Linked DNA regions of Sus scrofa: region 1 is linked to region 2. Evidence: chromatin contacts called from public HiChIP or PLAC-seq data. All regions are on one chromosome and are shown on one strand. The core of a region is the stretch at or near the end of the contact, and the rest is flanking DNA. Distances in the headings are between cores, read along the strand shown. Region 1 has its middle 230 kb from the start of TCF4. Region 2 has its middle 140 kb from the start of CCDC68.

What was found. HiChIP or PLAC-seq counts read pairs in DNA pulled down with a chosen protein or histone mark.
Region 1: a contact with region 2 is called in an H3K27ac HiChIP or PLAC-seq map of skeletal muscle, with 4 times the contacts expected there. The contact joins two enhancer-like sites. A contact is called at or near these places in 1 of 47 Hi-C or Micro-C datasets (heart right ventricle) and 1 of 2 datasets of contacts at active chromatin or transcription factors (skeletal muscle).

What each region holds. Positions count from the first base shown.
Region 1 is chr1:105,311,227-105,318,193 of Sscrofa11.1, reverse strand. No RefSeq gene overlaps it. Among named protein-coding and RNA genes, the nearest start is that of TCF4, 230 kb to the right of the region's middle. Within about 2 kb of position 2,248, at least 11 of the 83 cell types and tissues checked have an H3K27ac peak or open chromatin away from gene starts, as enhancers often do. A contact at or near this core is called in skeletal muscle, where this site is marked.
Region 2 is chr1:104,610,781-104,617,530 of Sscrofa11.1, reverse strand. No RefSeq gene overlaps it. Among named protein-coding and RNA genes, the nearest start is that of CCDC68, 140 kb to the right of the region's middle. Within about 2 kb of position 4,185, at least 3 of the 83 cell types and tissues checked have an H3K27ac peak or open chromatin away from gene starts, as enhancers often do. A contact at or near this core is called in skeletal muscle, where this site is marked.

The sequences.
Region 1 (6,967 bases), core at 999-3,498, 700 kb before region 2:
CTTCTCTCTCCCAGTCCTGTTTCATTGGTCTCTCTCTCTCTCACACACACACAAACACACACAGACACACAAAGACTCTCACACATGTACACACACATACAATCCAACTTTGCAACAGTTTCAGTCCTTGGATGCTTTGAAAGCTGCTAACATGTTTTGAGAGGAAAGCAATTTTTCAACTTCTGTTTTATCCCAAACCTAACAGGTGACTGGCCTAAAGGGAGTTTGTTCCCCAACCCCTGCTGAATATGGCTGGCTCACCACAGCCCTAGCTTCTCAGAATTTAAATCACATGTGAACATTTGGGAGAGAGAGAGCTTTTAGGAACAGAAAGAACTGGAGTCATTGTTTGGTCTTCCTTCCGTCTCCCTTTCTCTCTCTCTCTCTCTTTCTAAGTACGATCCAAATTGATTGTTTCCTCTCACCTGTAGTCATTTTCCTATTTTAGTGCATTGATAATATCTAGACCCATGTTGTTTTCAAGTTTTCTCAACCTTAATCCCTAGAAATCCCGTAGAGTGTGTCAAATTAGAACTCCATTCTGGCAAATACATCTTCACATTGCTGTGCAGTCCACTCAATATGTTCATTAGAATTTAAGGCTCTTAAACATTTTTGCTCAAGTGTATCGATTTCTTCCTTGCCCCCCTGCTTTCATGCTTTTCCTGCTTCTTCCTTACTACCTCACTCTCCTGCCATATTTCAAATGTTTACACTTCATCCCCCCAATTCTATGGGTTTCAACTTACAAAAGATCTCTATAATATAGCCATCCCCTCTTTTATACACAACCTGATGTTTTGGTTTGGGATGCAGCAAAACTTGAGCACCAAATTCATATGCAGAAATCCAAAGTCACAGGGGCTGGGGTAGTTACTAGTATGCTCTTCTTTTGGTTTTAAAAGGAAACTATTTCCTTTTTTCTGCAAGTTGTTTACAAAATAGCACAAAGACAGCAAACAACATTAAATGATCAAGTTTCCATGTTTATAGGTAGGTTTCTGACTGCATGAAAGCAAATGTAAAATGAGAATTTCCTAATAGATGCTTTCAAAATCTCCAAGAATTGCAAAGCAGCTTTTCTTATCAAAGTGCATTCAAACCAGTCCTAAGATTGTCTAGAACCCTTATTCACAGAAAACAAAAACCCTCCAAATAATGTATAAACATTTACTTTTATGAAGAAGGGAAATACTGATGCATGCCCACTGGTTTATTACAATTGACATTCCTAAGGATTCAGAGCGCAGTAATACATATGATTGTACAATCATCAAAAGAAGGACTTAGAAGAATTTCCTATCGACTTGATGGATAACACAGATTTTCTAAGATTTGGGTAAAAATTGCATATATTTTCTTTCTACAAGAATAAATATCTACATGTGAATTTCGCTAAAATAGAAAAAAAGAGTGCTTAAACTGAGAGAGCCGGAGTCAGATGTTTTTTCCTTATTATGCTTTTGAATGCTACAGAATTGGTTACTGGATAGGCTTGGGAGTTTTTTTAGTAGAAAAAAAATCACAAAAATGTTTTAATAATGCATACCTAACGTTTATTTTCTTATTAGTAATTGTTATGAAACCAGAATGCTTTGCCAGCCTATCCAACTGCACCTGTTACTAGATATTTCCAAGAGACTCACACACCAATTTTGCCTGAGTGCACTGGGTGTATTTCCCGTTGTTTTGATTGTACAGTCAGGGCACAGGCAGTTTGCATTCAAACAAGAGGGCACGTTTTATTCAAAGAGGGAGAGTGATGTCCTTGGAACTCCAACCTTAATGAAACATTTTTCAAAAGGATACGCTGATTGGAACTGGGGCAAGAGCCAAAGAGAGACGTCCGGAGAGAGAAGGGTGAGTGCATGATTGAGAGGAAGGAAATGGATTAGATCAGCAAACCCAAACGACAGGATCCCAAGAGATTTCTAAAAACAAACAAACAAAAAAACTGTATGAAGTCATTACAGGCACACCGCATCCATCTTGCGGGGTAGATGCATGCTCCAGAGTGCAAAGAAAGTTTGCCCCTCCAACCTGAGTCTCTGCAGAATTCTAAAGATTCCCCCACCATCTTAAGAGCCTTCAGTCCCAAACTGCTTAAAGGATGATTGGCTGAAGTTCCTCTGACTAATTTTGGCAGAAGTCACATTTCTAGCTGGTTGATTTGGGCATCAAAACGCACCGATGTCTTCGGACATCTGTACTAGAGAGACACCCTTATGCTAAAACCCGACTCCAGCACTCCCCTTACAAAAATAGCACGTTTCCGTTCATGCGGAACGCTGATTAGACTCTCCCAACACAACTCATACTTTTTAAAAGGCGCGTCAGAATTTTAAAGTGCATTAAATAAAGGGCATTGGCACATTAATGCAGCTCCGTTTGAGGAAAGATGCTGCACAATTTCCGCTGAACCATCGTGCAAACCTTCAATAAAGAAAGTTCTCAGAGGGAAAAAAAAATACACACAGGCACACATCCTCGATGTGGAGAACAGTGTCCTTGGGAACTAAATAACTTAGATGGATATAAAACTAAGCCTTTAAGGTGCTTTGTTTCACATACTTAAGGCAGAGCATGACTCCCCAGGGGATGGTTGTTTTGCTAACTTATTTAAAATATTCTATTTTCCCTGCAGCTGTTGCCTGCATGGTAGGAAGACACAGGATAGTCTGCTTGGTGATTTTTGAAGATAGATGTTACTTTCTCCTATGTCTAAATGTACATTTAGAAGAAACAAATGGCTTTCTGTATTAAGGGCTTTTCAAAATGACTGTGGTGTTGTCAACAAGCTGGAGGAGTTGCAGGGACAGTGTGACAGGTGGATTAGATCCCTCTTAGCCTTGGCTCTTGCTCACTCATCCCTGGCAGAGGTGCTGATGTAGTTTATGCCACAGAAGATAAAGGTTCTGCGCATGCAGAGTCCAGATATTATGTGGAACACCCAGGGTACAGCTCTGTGCCATGATCCCCATGCCTGCTAACAGTGGCAGAGAAAATACCAGATAGGGGGAGGGCACATACACCCAAGCCCAAATTAGGCAGCTTTTCAAGGCTGGAAGAGACTTAATTGAATGGCTGCAAAAGCAGCCCTAGCAGCTGGAGAGACTTGTTCGGCGGCTTTTACTCCATGCTCGAGTGTGTTTCCAAGTTTAACTTCTTGGAAAAATAAGGAAACTGAAAAGATAGGGGAAAAAATTCCTTTTATAGCAAAAAATAGTGACAACTGAACACCTTAAGAGCTTTTAGAGCTCGTTTGGGTTGGAAAGAAATATCTTTCGGTTCTACAGTCCTACATCTTTTTTCTATTTCCTAAGCCGATGTCAGTTACACTTATTGTCAGTTTGGAACATGGAAAAGACAAAACAAAAGAACTTTGCTCTGAGCAACGTTAATAACAGCATTGGCCTTCTGGATGGTGGAACTGCTCCCAGCAGAAAGATCTGGTAGCTAAGCCGGCCCAGATGATTAAACTGGAAGGGTTACTGAAGTTCATGGCTTAAGTAATGGCTTTCACCTGTAGGCTTCCAGCCACAATCAATAATTTTGCCAAGAGAAACCCACAAAGTGCTCAATGGGACATAAGCAAGTCTCCTTTCTAAATCACAGGTGGTACCATCATGCCTAGTCACTGATGTTCTTTCATGCCAGATAATTTCACTGGCTTCTTGCTCTTAAGAGCTGCCATCTCTTAACTCTTCTCTTCTTTATCCCATGTCATTTGTCTACTATAACTGATCCAGATTTTCCACTAAAACTGTAAACTGCCCCAAACTAGACCAACCAAGATAGGGTGAGAACAGATGAGGTCAGCAGAAATATTTACTGGGCACTAATAGTTTCCAGTCCTAAGATTTTTTTTTTTTAGTCAAAAAAATTTTTTTCTAGTCAAAATTCAGGGATCAAAGACCAAAACTGTCACACCCCTAGGAGAATAGGTATTCATCCCCCCACCACCAAAGCACTTAACTAAAGAAACATGGCAGAGCTTTTCTTGTCATCGAAAACATGGCGATTTATAAATAGAGGATACTCATTCCTCATGTGCTGAAATGATGTGCAGAATCTGGTCAACACTGAATTCACAACATCGCAAAAGAAATGGCTGTGTGTATTTTTCAGCATGTTCCAATGAAAAGGAAATATATTTTTTAAGAAATAAAACATACTACTCAAATACTTACCGCCAGAATGAGATTCTCTGGAGCAAGCCCTTTGAGATGTCAGAGACCAAGGCTCAGTTTTCCTTCCATGAGAAAATGAATTGTGCATTTATCTCAAGGGACAGATTACAGATTTCATAATTCTGACAGAACAACTGTAGCACGGCTTCAGCCTCCCACATGTGTATATGTTACTGTGTAGGGGGGGAAATGAGATGCACAAGTCCCATTAATAATAGCAGATGCATGCTTAATTTCATGTGCACTGCACTGAAAAATTACTTCTTACTATCTAAAATAAGATTCAGGAAGAGCCTGGGAAATCAAGAGCTTTTCCAACATACCTTTGCGGTCCCTATGTGAACAGGGAGCTGGTGACTCAAGCCATTTAGCAGAAAAACCCTGAGAGCACCATCAGTATACCCTCGGGCAAAACCTTTGTGAACTTCACAGAGATCAAGGATCTTCTCTCAAGGAAGGGAAAAGCGTTGTCGAAAAATGATCCGAATGAACTTATTTACCAAATCGAAATAGACTCACAGACACAGAAAACAAATTTATAGTTACCAAAAGGGAAAGGGGAGGGATAAATTAGGAGTTGGGGATTAGCAGATAACACGCTACTAAATAGAAAATAGGAAAACAACAAGGACCTATTGTATAGCACAGGAAACTATAATCAATATCACGTAATAACCTAAAATGGAAAAGACTCTGAAAAAGAATATATATTCTGAATTACTTTGTTGTACACCTGAAACTAACAAAACATTGTAAATCAACTATACTTCAGGTTTGTTTTTTAAGGAAAAAAAAAAGCCTTGCAAGAATTTTTTATGCCTAAGAAAAGGTGGCGGGGGGAACACTGTGGTTTTACAGCAACTTCTGATCATGAGATACACAAGGCAAGAGCTTTCCAATATGCTGGTCTCCAAAGTGAATTCTTTCCTTGTGACTTTCACCATTCTCCCACAGAGTAAATATGACTGGGTAAGGTAATTTTGGCTATATTCATAGAGTTATAGAATTTTAATACTGAAAGACATCTTTGAGCTTATTGTCCTACTTTTAGGTTTTATGAGTCTAAACTTAGTATTAACTAGCCTTTATGCTAGATGTACTAGTCATTTAAATTTAATAATTAATTTGCTATGGTATTTAGATAAAATATGAACTATTTTATTTTTATAAAAGTAAAATAAAAGCAAAACACTTTTCTCCTCTCTAGTGACCAACTCATCTCAGAACTTTTGACTGGGAACTTCTTGCTTTCAGAATGAAAGTCTTGGCTTCTAGGAACCCCTCCATCCCAGGCAAACAGGGGGGCTGATCACGCCTTACTGTCCCCTGAGTTTTCCATTTCTATTCATGGCACTGCATTATCTCTGAGGCCCCTAATCTCGAAATCATCTTGGCCTTCTGTCTCCTACATCCAAACACTCAAGAGTTTCTGTCTTTTAGGTCTGAAGATGCTCTTTCTTCTGCCTTCTTCTTTTCACTGCCAATGATAGCTCAAGTCCCCATGATCTACATCCTAAATCACCACAAGCCCTTCTCTCTTCTCATTGGCCCCAATTCTCATCCAGCACTGGGTCTACCCACAAACCTCTTGAGATGACATCACAACGTTGAAAACTCATCACTCTGTGGCTCAGTTTAGTGACTCTTAGCCTGGCATTTAACACCCCATGTTACCTCCCCAATCTGTTTTTCTAGCTCTGTAATATAGAAACAAACAAAAACCAGAAAGCTTCAAGAAGAGAGAGAAATTCTATCCCAACTCACCAGTCTCCATCACTCACCAGATATGCCAATAAGGGCAAGCCACTTAATCTCTCTTGACTTCAGTGACTCCAATTATGCAATATTGCCATTCTTAAAGGAGAAAGGTAGTCTAGCTGATCTCATCAATTCTGATTTTGAAGCTGTGATTTTATGACGCCTTCTATCTTGGCTTGTTGACTCAATGGACTGTTAGGTATCTCCCTATTCTAGAAAAAAGCCCTAGAGATTTCCCAGCCAAGTGCATTTTTTTTTTGTATGCAGTTCTGTCTGGCCTTATACCTCCCTCATCTGTCTAGGAGTCCCTTCTGGCAAAGGCATACCCATTGTGCCCCCTTCCAGAGCTTCAGTTAAATATGTTTGTCTTCTCTGAATTTCCATGGCTCTTTTGTGACTCTGATCAGATGATTCCAGTTTGTATGGTTCTCTTATGTGTGCACAGGCCTTATTTCCTGTGTTCCTGTGAGCTTCCAGTGACAAGGATGGCATCTCACATAGATGAAGGCACCATTGCAGGGTGGGTAAGAGTTGTTATGGATTGAATTGTGTCTCCTGAAAGAGATAAGTCCTGACCCCCAGTACCTTGCAATATGACCTTATTTGTCAATAGGGTCACTGCAGATGCAATCAGTTAAGATGAGGAATTAGGTGGTCCTGTAATCCAATATAACTGGTGTTCTTATGAAAAGGCAGTCTTGTAGGATAAAAACACATTGGGAGAATGCCATGTGATGAAGGCAGAGACTAGAGTCAAGCAGGTGCAAGCCAAGGAGTGCCAAGGATTGCCCAAAAGCCACCAGGAGCTAGGAAGAGGTAAGGAGGGGGACACGGCTATATGTTTTCAGAGGGAACGTGTCTCTGCTGACACCCTGATTTCTGACTTCTGGCCTCCAGAACAAGGAGACAATAAATTTCTTTCTGTCTTAAGCTGACTAGTTGAGGTTCTTTGCTATGGCAGACTTTGGAAACAATTAAAGAGTCAAAAATGCCTTGATTTGAAATCTTGTTCTGCTGCT
Region 2 (6,750 bases), core at 2,936-5,435:
TTCTCACAGGCTTTCACCACATACACTAAAATTGTCTACAGTATTTTTAAAATTTTATTTAATTAATTTCATTTTCTAAAATTTATTTTTGCTTTTTAGGGCCATACCTGCAGGCTATGGAAGTTCTCAGGCTAGGGGTTGAATCAGAGCTGTGGCTGCTGGCCTATGCCACAGCCATAGAAACATGGGATCTGAACCACATCTGTGACCTACACCACAGCTCATGGCAATGCTGGATCCTCAACCCACTGAGCGAGGCCAGAAACTTCATGGATACTAGTTGGTTTCCTTACCACTGAGCCGCAACAAGAACTCCTAAGGTATTTTTTTTTAATTGAAGTATAGTCGATTAGCAGTGTTGTGTTAGTTTCAGGTATACAGCCAAATGATTCAGTTATGTAAATATTTATATTCTTTTTCAGATTCATTTCTCTTATAGGTTATTACAAGATTATTTAAATAGAGTTCCCTGTGCTGTACAGTAGGTCCTTGTTGGTTATTTATTTTATATATAGTAGTGTGTATATATTAATCCCAAACTCCTAATTTATCCCTCCCTCAGTATTATTATTTATATTAAAAAATTGTATCTAGAATGAGGGTTCAAATACCTGGCTTTGGGGAGCAGAAGAAGATGGCTCAGTTGCAGTGGAGACATTAGACTGTATCTCTCTGAGGGCTCGAGGAAAAGGGAAGGAATATGAGTGTGTGTTGCAAGTGGTGGGGAGAGAAAAGAAAGACAAGGCAAGAGTTTATGGAAGTGTTTTTCTAGAGAAATATGGCCTCACTTGGAAGAGAAGGAACACTTGTAAAGCTGCCTGGAAGAGATCTGACCAGTGGACTCCACAAACTTCTTCTTGCCCTGCTGTACCTCAACAGTGGCTCCCCCTTTCCTGCTGATTCTTTAATTCTTTGGGTTAAAATGCACCTCGAGGAAGGTAGGATCCCATTCTCCAATCATCCACACATGTTTATCACCAAATAACGATGATCTGTTATGACTGGAGTTAATTTGAAGAGGTTTCATCATTTTGATTTTCCAATTGTCCAATAACTAAGTCACAAAGAGAAAGAAAAGAGAAATCTGCAAATCAGCCCACTACAAGGGACTAAAGAGGAATACAGTTACATACTGTACCTATCTCCTTCTTTTGATCATCTTACATTCCAATTATGGCAACAAGGCAAACATATGGAAACCAGTTATGTTAAAATTAAAAATGTAATTTCAAGGTCACAATAGAAAGAATATCACAAGGTGGTGTATGATTAATTACTGGCTGAATTATATAGAATTCAGGGGAGAGAGTGGATCATTGAGAGTGAGGTGACTGGAGAACATGCTGTGAAGCACATGAGAAGGATTTGAAGACAGAGAGGCAAGTAAGGGCATTCCAGGTGGGTAGGATGGCATGAGTAAAAATAAGAAGGCAAGACAGGTGTTTTGGGGGAACAATGAGTTAACCAGTTTGGAGAGTGGGTTTTTGGAGGCGAGGAGTCTGAGACGAGGTAAATGGTAAGTTAGACAGCCATGCAGGAACAGGTTGAGTTTAATTATCTAACCTGTGCTGGGTCCCTGAGGCAGATGGCTTGCCAACAAACTTGCATGAATTACCCTCTATTAGAATTTTTAAAAAGGGGTAAGTTCCAGGTTGATTCACTGAACATCTTGGGCTCACAATCCGTGCCTGTCTTTTAATAGCAAGTGTGGCAAATGGAAACGGTACCTGGGCTTTGTCTCCATAGCAGCGACTCAGAAAAGCCTGATGACATCAAGCTGAAAGCGACCAAACTGTTGTCATCCCCCACCCCCACCCCCATTACCCACTGGAAGATGAGGAGGTAATAAAGAGAAGATGCATGGCTGGTTGTTTCAAGAGACTGCTGGGACCAAGGAGATGGGGTCTCCAGAACCAGAAGATCCTCACTGTCAAATCCCATCAAAATCAGGGCAGCAGTAAGCAGAGACCCTGGACCCCTTACTTCACACTTTGCCAGCTCAAAACCAAAGAGAACTTGGCACTGAGGGAAAGCTCCTGAACCTTCGAGAAAGTTCCTTAAAAATTCCTAAGGGAATGTGCAACCTAATTTAGTACTCTCAAAACTTCCTACTTGTCCCTTAAACTCTAAATTCTGTCTGCTCATCTTTAAAAGAAGGATAACAGTATGACCTACATCACCCCAAGACTGTTTTGAGAATTCAGTGAGCCCATGCATGTAAAAGATTTACAAAGTGGCTTATAAAAAGTTCTCAGTGACGGTTAGGTACCATTAATGTAGCTGTTTTTACTCTGTCTTTCCTGGCCCCTCCAGATCTTTGTCACAAGAGCACGGAGTAGATAAGTAGGTGGGTTTTTTTTTTTTTTTCCCCTTAGATTTAGATCACTTGGAATGACCCAAAGAGGGCTTAACACTAGAATGCCTCTGGGTTTTAGAATGTCAGAAAATATTTCTCCCTACCTCTCCTCTTTTTGCTTCTTTCCTTCCTTCATAAAACTATATTCTGAAACCTTTAGGGGGAGGAAAGGATTGGGAGGGTGGGAATAACATATACACACTGCTGTACAAAATAGGTGATTAACAAGAACCTACTGCACAGCACAGGAAAATCGACTCCAGTTTGTCATCACCTATATAGGAAAAAATAATGGCTATATTTATATATATGGATGATTCACTTTGCTGTACACCTGAAACTAAGACAATATTGTAAGTCAACTATAGTCTAATAAAGTTAAATTTTAAAAAAAGAAAATATCGTTTCACTGATAATAACAACTGAAGATTTTCTAAAGTTCTCTATTAAAAAGGTAAAAATGCAACTATATTCTGAGGGCAATCTCTGTGCCAGGGACTTGGATAACCATTTCTATCATTTCTAGGCTCTAAACAGACTCAAACAAGACCAGTTAGTTAGTTCCTGGTTTCTGAGGAGTCAAGGATCCTGTTTAGATGTGAGTTCACGGAAACGGAGTTAATAGGGTTTCTCAGTCGCTGGGAAAAAAAAAATGCCTTCACTTTAAGAAAGAAGACAAAAAAGTATGTGACCAGTCTGGTAGTCAATTCCAGTGTGTGTTTGGAGCAGGAGGGGGACCGCTCTGAATGTCCAAGGGCAGCGGGCACACAGTCAGGCAGCACAGAGCTGGGACCAAGGCCTCCTGACCAGGGAGAGGTGCAGACAGCAGGCAGCACTTCCATGCGCAGCCCGAGACTCATTTCTGTACCTGGCCCAGCCTCCCAACCCCATCAGCTGTCAAGTTGCTGGGAGAAAAGTGCTATGAAGGCAATGGGACTCATCTCCTTCTAGCTGTTATTCTATGCTACTATGGTCATGACTTCTGTTTAATATATTCTGACCGGCAACAGCATCTCAGTGCTCGGCAGACCACAGAACTGAGCATGGCTGTTGCTGTTATACAATAGTCTGAAATTTTAAATCTACAGACCCAGGATCCTCAGAGAAGGAAGGGAAGGCTCTGAAGAGTAAACAGCAGGGGGTACGTCCTCAGTCCACGATTTGGTAACCTTGATCTCAGGCCTCGTCCAGAGGACTCTCTGCCCAAATTGCCCCAGAGGACATCGATTTCTTTTCTTCCTCCCTTCTTCCCTCCCTTTCCTTCCCTTTCCTTCCCTTCCCTTCCCCTTCTCCTTCCTTCTTTCCTTCCTTCCTTCCTTCCTTCCTTCCTTCCTTCCTTCCTCTTTCTTTCTTTCTCTCTCTCTTTTTTCTTTCTTTCTCTCTTTCTGCCACTACCAAGGCATGTGGAAATGCCTGAGCCAGGGATTGAACCAGCACCACAGTAATGACCTGGGCTGCTGCAGTGATAATGCCGCTGCGCCACAATGGACCTCCTAGGACACTGATTTTGGACACCTTAAGAAAGTCTTTTCAAAACCAGCGAGAATTCAGAAATGACTTGATGGGCTTAAGAATTTAGTTTGTTTTGGCTATTGGCAGATTGCAGAGAGAAGGGACCCCATGACAAATTAGGATCAATAATCACTGGAAATATCACATTTCCCATTTTGCTAATAAGCAAGTCACTGGGAGACTAACAGCCGACAAGAGCTCAGTCCAGACTTTGCCTGGCATTTCTAGCATCCCAAATTAGCAGCAAGTGTCATCAAGCATACAGGAGGAATTCCAGAGGAACCAAATCATTGCTCTCCAAATAGATGGAGAGAGGATGTAGTGAGGGGTCAGAAGTGGAGAGGACAGGCACAGGAAACCTTTGTGGTGTCATTTCTGTCCCAGAACAGGATGCCGGAAGGTGAGGGGTCAAAGCAAAGGGAAGTCTAACATCATAGTACAAAACGTAATCAGGAATGATTGGATTTTAATTGTTTCATTCTTCAGGGCAAGTGCTGCATGATCACTTAGCCATTGAATCTCTATTGTTTTACATTTCTTAAAGTTTATTTTTAATTTAAAGTCAGTAAATGAAAGGTTCAACAAACAAAAGTAGAGGTGGGGGAGAAGTCAAGGAGGAGCTTGTTAAAAAATGCAAACACTGAGGGACTTTTCTTTCTTTTCTCTCCTTTTTTTAAAATTTTCCCACTGTACAGCAAGGGGATCAAGTTATCCTTACATGTATACATTACAATTACATTTTTTTTTCCCCAAGAGGGACTTTTCTGTTGGACTCTCTCAAGCTGCTTCTTCCACTGGATATCTGGGTTGTAATTTGGAGCTTCAGCTCTGGCTTTGGCCCTATGCAGCTTCCTTGGATGTCCAGTCTTACCAAGTTATCTTTCTATAAACTCTCTTCACCTTCTGGTGGTACATAAAGAAGGACTCTTCAGCTGGCCAAAGAGGGAGTAGAAACTTTCAGCATCCCTTGGATTACCTGAGGTTCCCCTCACCCCAACAATTCCAGATGCTTAGAACTAACAAGCAGTTCATTGATAGTGTCAATATCAATGGTAAAGAAACCACGAATGATATCTCTCTTTACAAGTGAATTTCCCATGGACGATCCCAGTCTATATCCACCAGGGAGAAAGCGCACATGGCTCAGGTAACAACATGCAGAGTCACATGTCCCCAGTAGCTAGAGTGTTGGGGGTTGGAGAAAAGAGTTCACAAACCTGACCTCGGAATGTGGAAAGCTCTCAGTCTCTGAAAGTGTTCTCCCAGGTGGATGCAGCATCGTGTTCCAAGTTCTTCCAGGATCCTCCAAAATCAATGTGAAGTTCTTTGGAAAAACTTGCATGGTGTTCAGAGGGTGCCCATCTGCTATCGCCCTGACTGTCTGCATTTTAATTTTTGAACTCTAGTCCAGGAAACCTTCCTCAAACTCCACTCCATTCCCTGACAGAGTACGGGAAACTCCACCTTGGGACTTTTTTGTACTCGTGTTCTCCCATATCCTCAGGATGGCACTAAAACTGGGACTACAAGAGCTGCATGTAGGCATGACACATGATGGGAAATGATGGGCTCTGTCAGATGGATGGTACCCCCAGTACCTCCCATGGGCAGGTCTAGCCACTCAGCCCTAGCAGTAGAGCTGGGCTATTTTCTGAATATAAGAACCATAAGGATACCTAGACTGTCTTTAGAGAACTTAGCTATTATACCCTCACCTCTCAGGTCAACTTAATGGCAAAGATTTAAGAAGGGAAAACATGATTCATTTGTTTTCATTCACTAGACAAAAACCTATTGGATACCTACTCTGGGCCAAGCACTCTGCTGGATTCTGGGAATATAAGAGTTAGCAAGACAGATATTTGTCTGTCCTATGGATAAAACACAATAAATAAATAGGATGATTTCAAGTTACGATCAGTGCTATGAAGGTAACCAGCAAGGGACAGAGGTAGAGAGGACGGAATACTTTAGCTGGGTGGTCAAGTTCTGCTTACAGAAGTGGCCTTTAACTTGAAAAGAATGAGAAAGAGTTTTGTAGGCAAAAAATGGGGAGGAGAGGGAGAGAGCACTGCAGGGAAAACAAACAGCATGTGTATGGCTTAAGGTGAGAAAGCTTGTGTGTTCCAGGAACTGGATGAAAGAACCTAGCAGAGGGTTATGACCCAAGAGTGGGAACAAAGACTGGCAAGATAAGCAGGGGCCTGATTGAGGATGGCCTTAACTTCTAGAGTGGGAAGTTTGGTTTAATTCTTAATGAGGTGGAAATCTATCGAAGAGTTTTGATTAGGGCTTATCAGATACATGAAGGGAAGTGAAGTGATACAATTAATGGCACCTTGTTTGTGTTTCTTCATTGAGGATAGATTGGATGAGTGTGAAGAGAAGCAGAGAGACCAACTGGGAGCTGTGGCCGGGACCCACATGAAGGGGAGGGCGGCTTGGACTAGTACCGGGCAGTGGAGGTGGAGAGAAGTAATATAACTAATTTCAGTCAACCAGGTGTTCGATCCAAATCATGCCAAATGATTTTATTGTCCTCTTCTCCTATTTTACCTTCCAAATATTTTTGCATAAAGCCAAATGGAAAAATAAGAGGGGGAAAACAATTAAGGGGTAAAATGTTAATATAAAAACAGTAAAATTCTCTACTCATTCTTCCTGAAATCCACCAAGATTTTTTCAAAGTAACTCTTACAAGTAGGCACATCTTCTCTGGACTGAAACAACCAATATTTGTCTTTGGGGGGTGCTGCTTTAGTCAAAATGGCCAATAGATTATGCAAGAATCTGAGGTCTAAATCAACCAAATGTGGAGAAAATCTGGAGCCCTGGAGCGAACATCTTTCCAAAATGCTACTAGTTTAATTACAAAATGATTT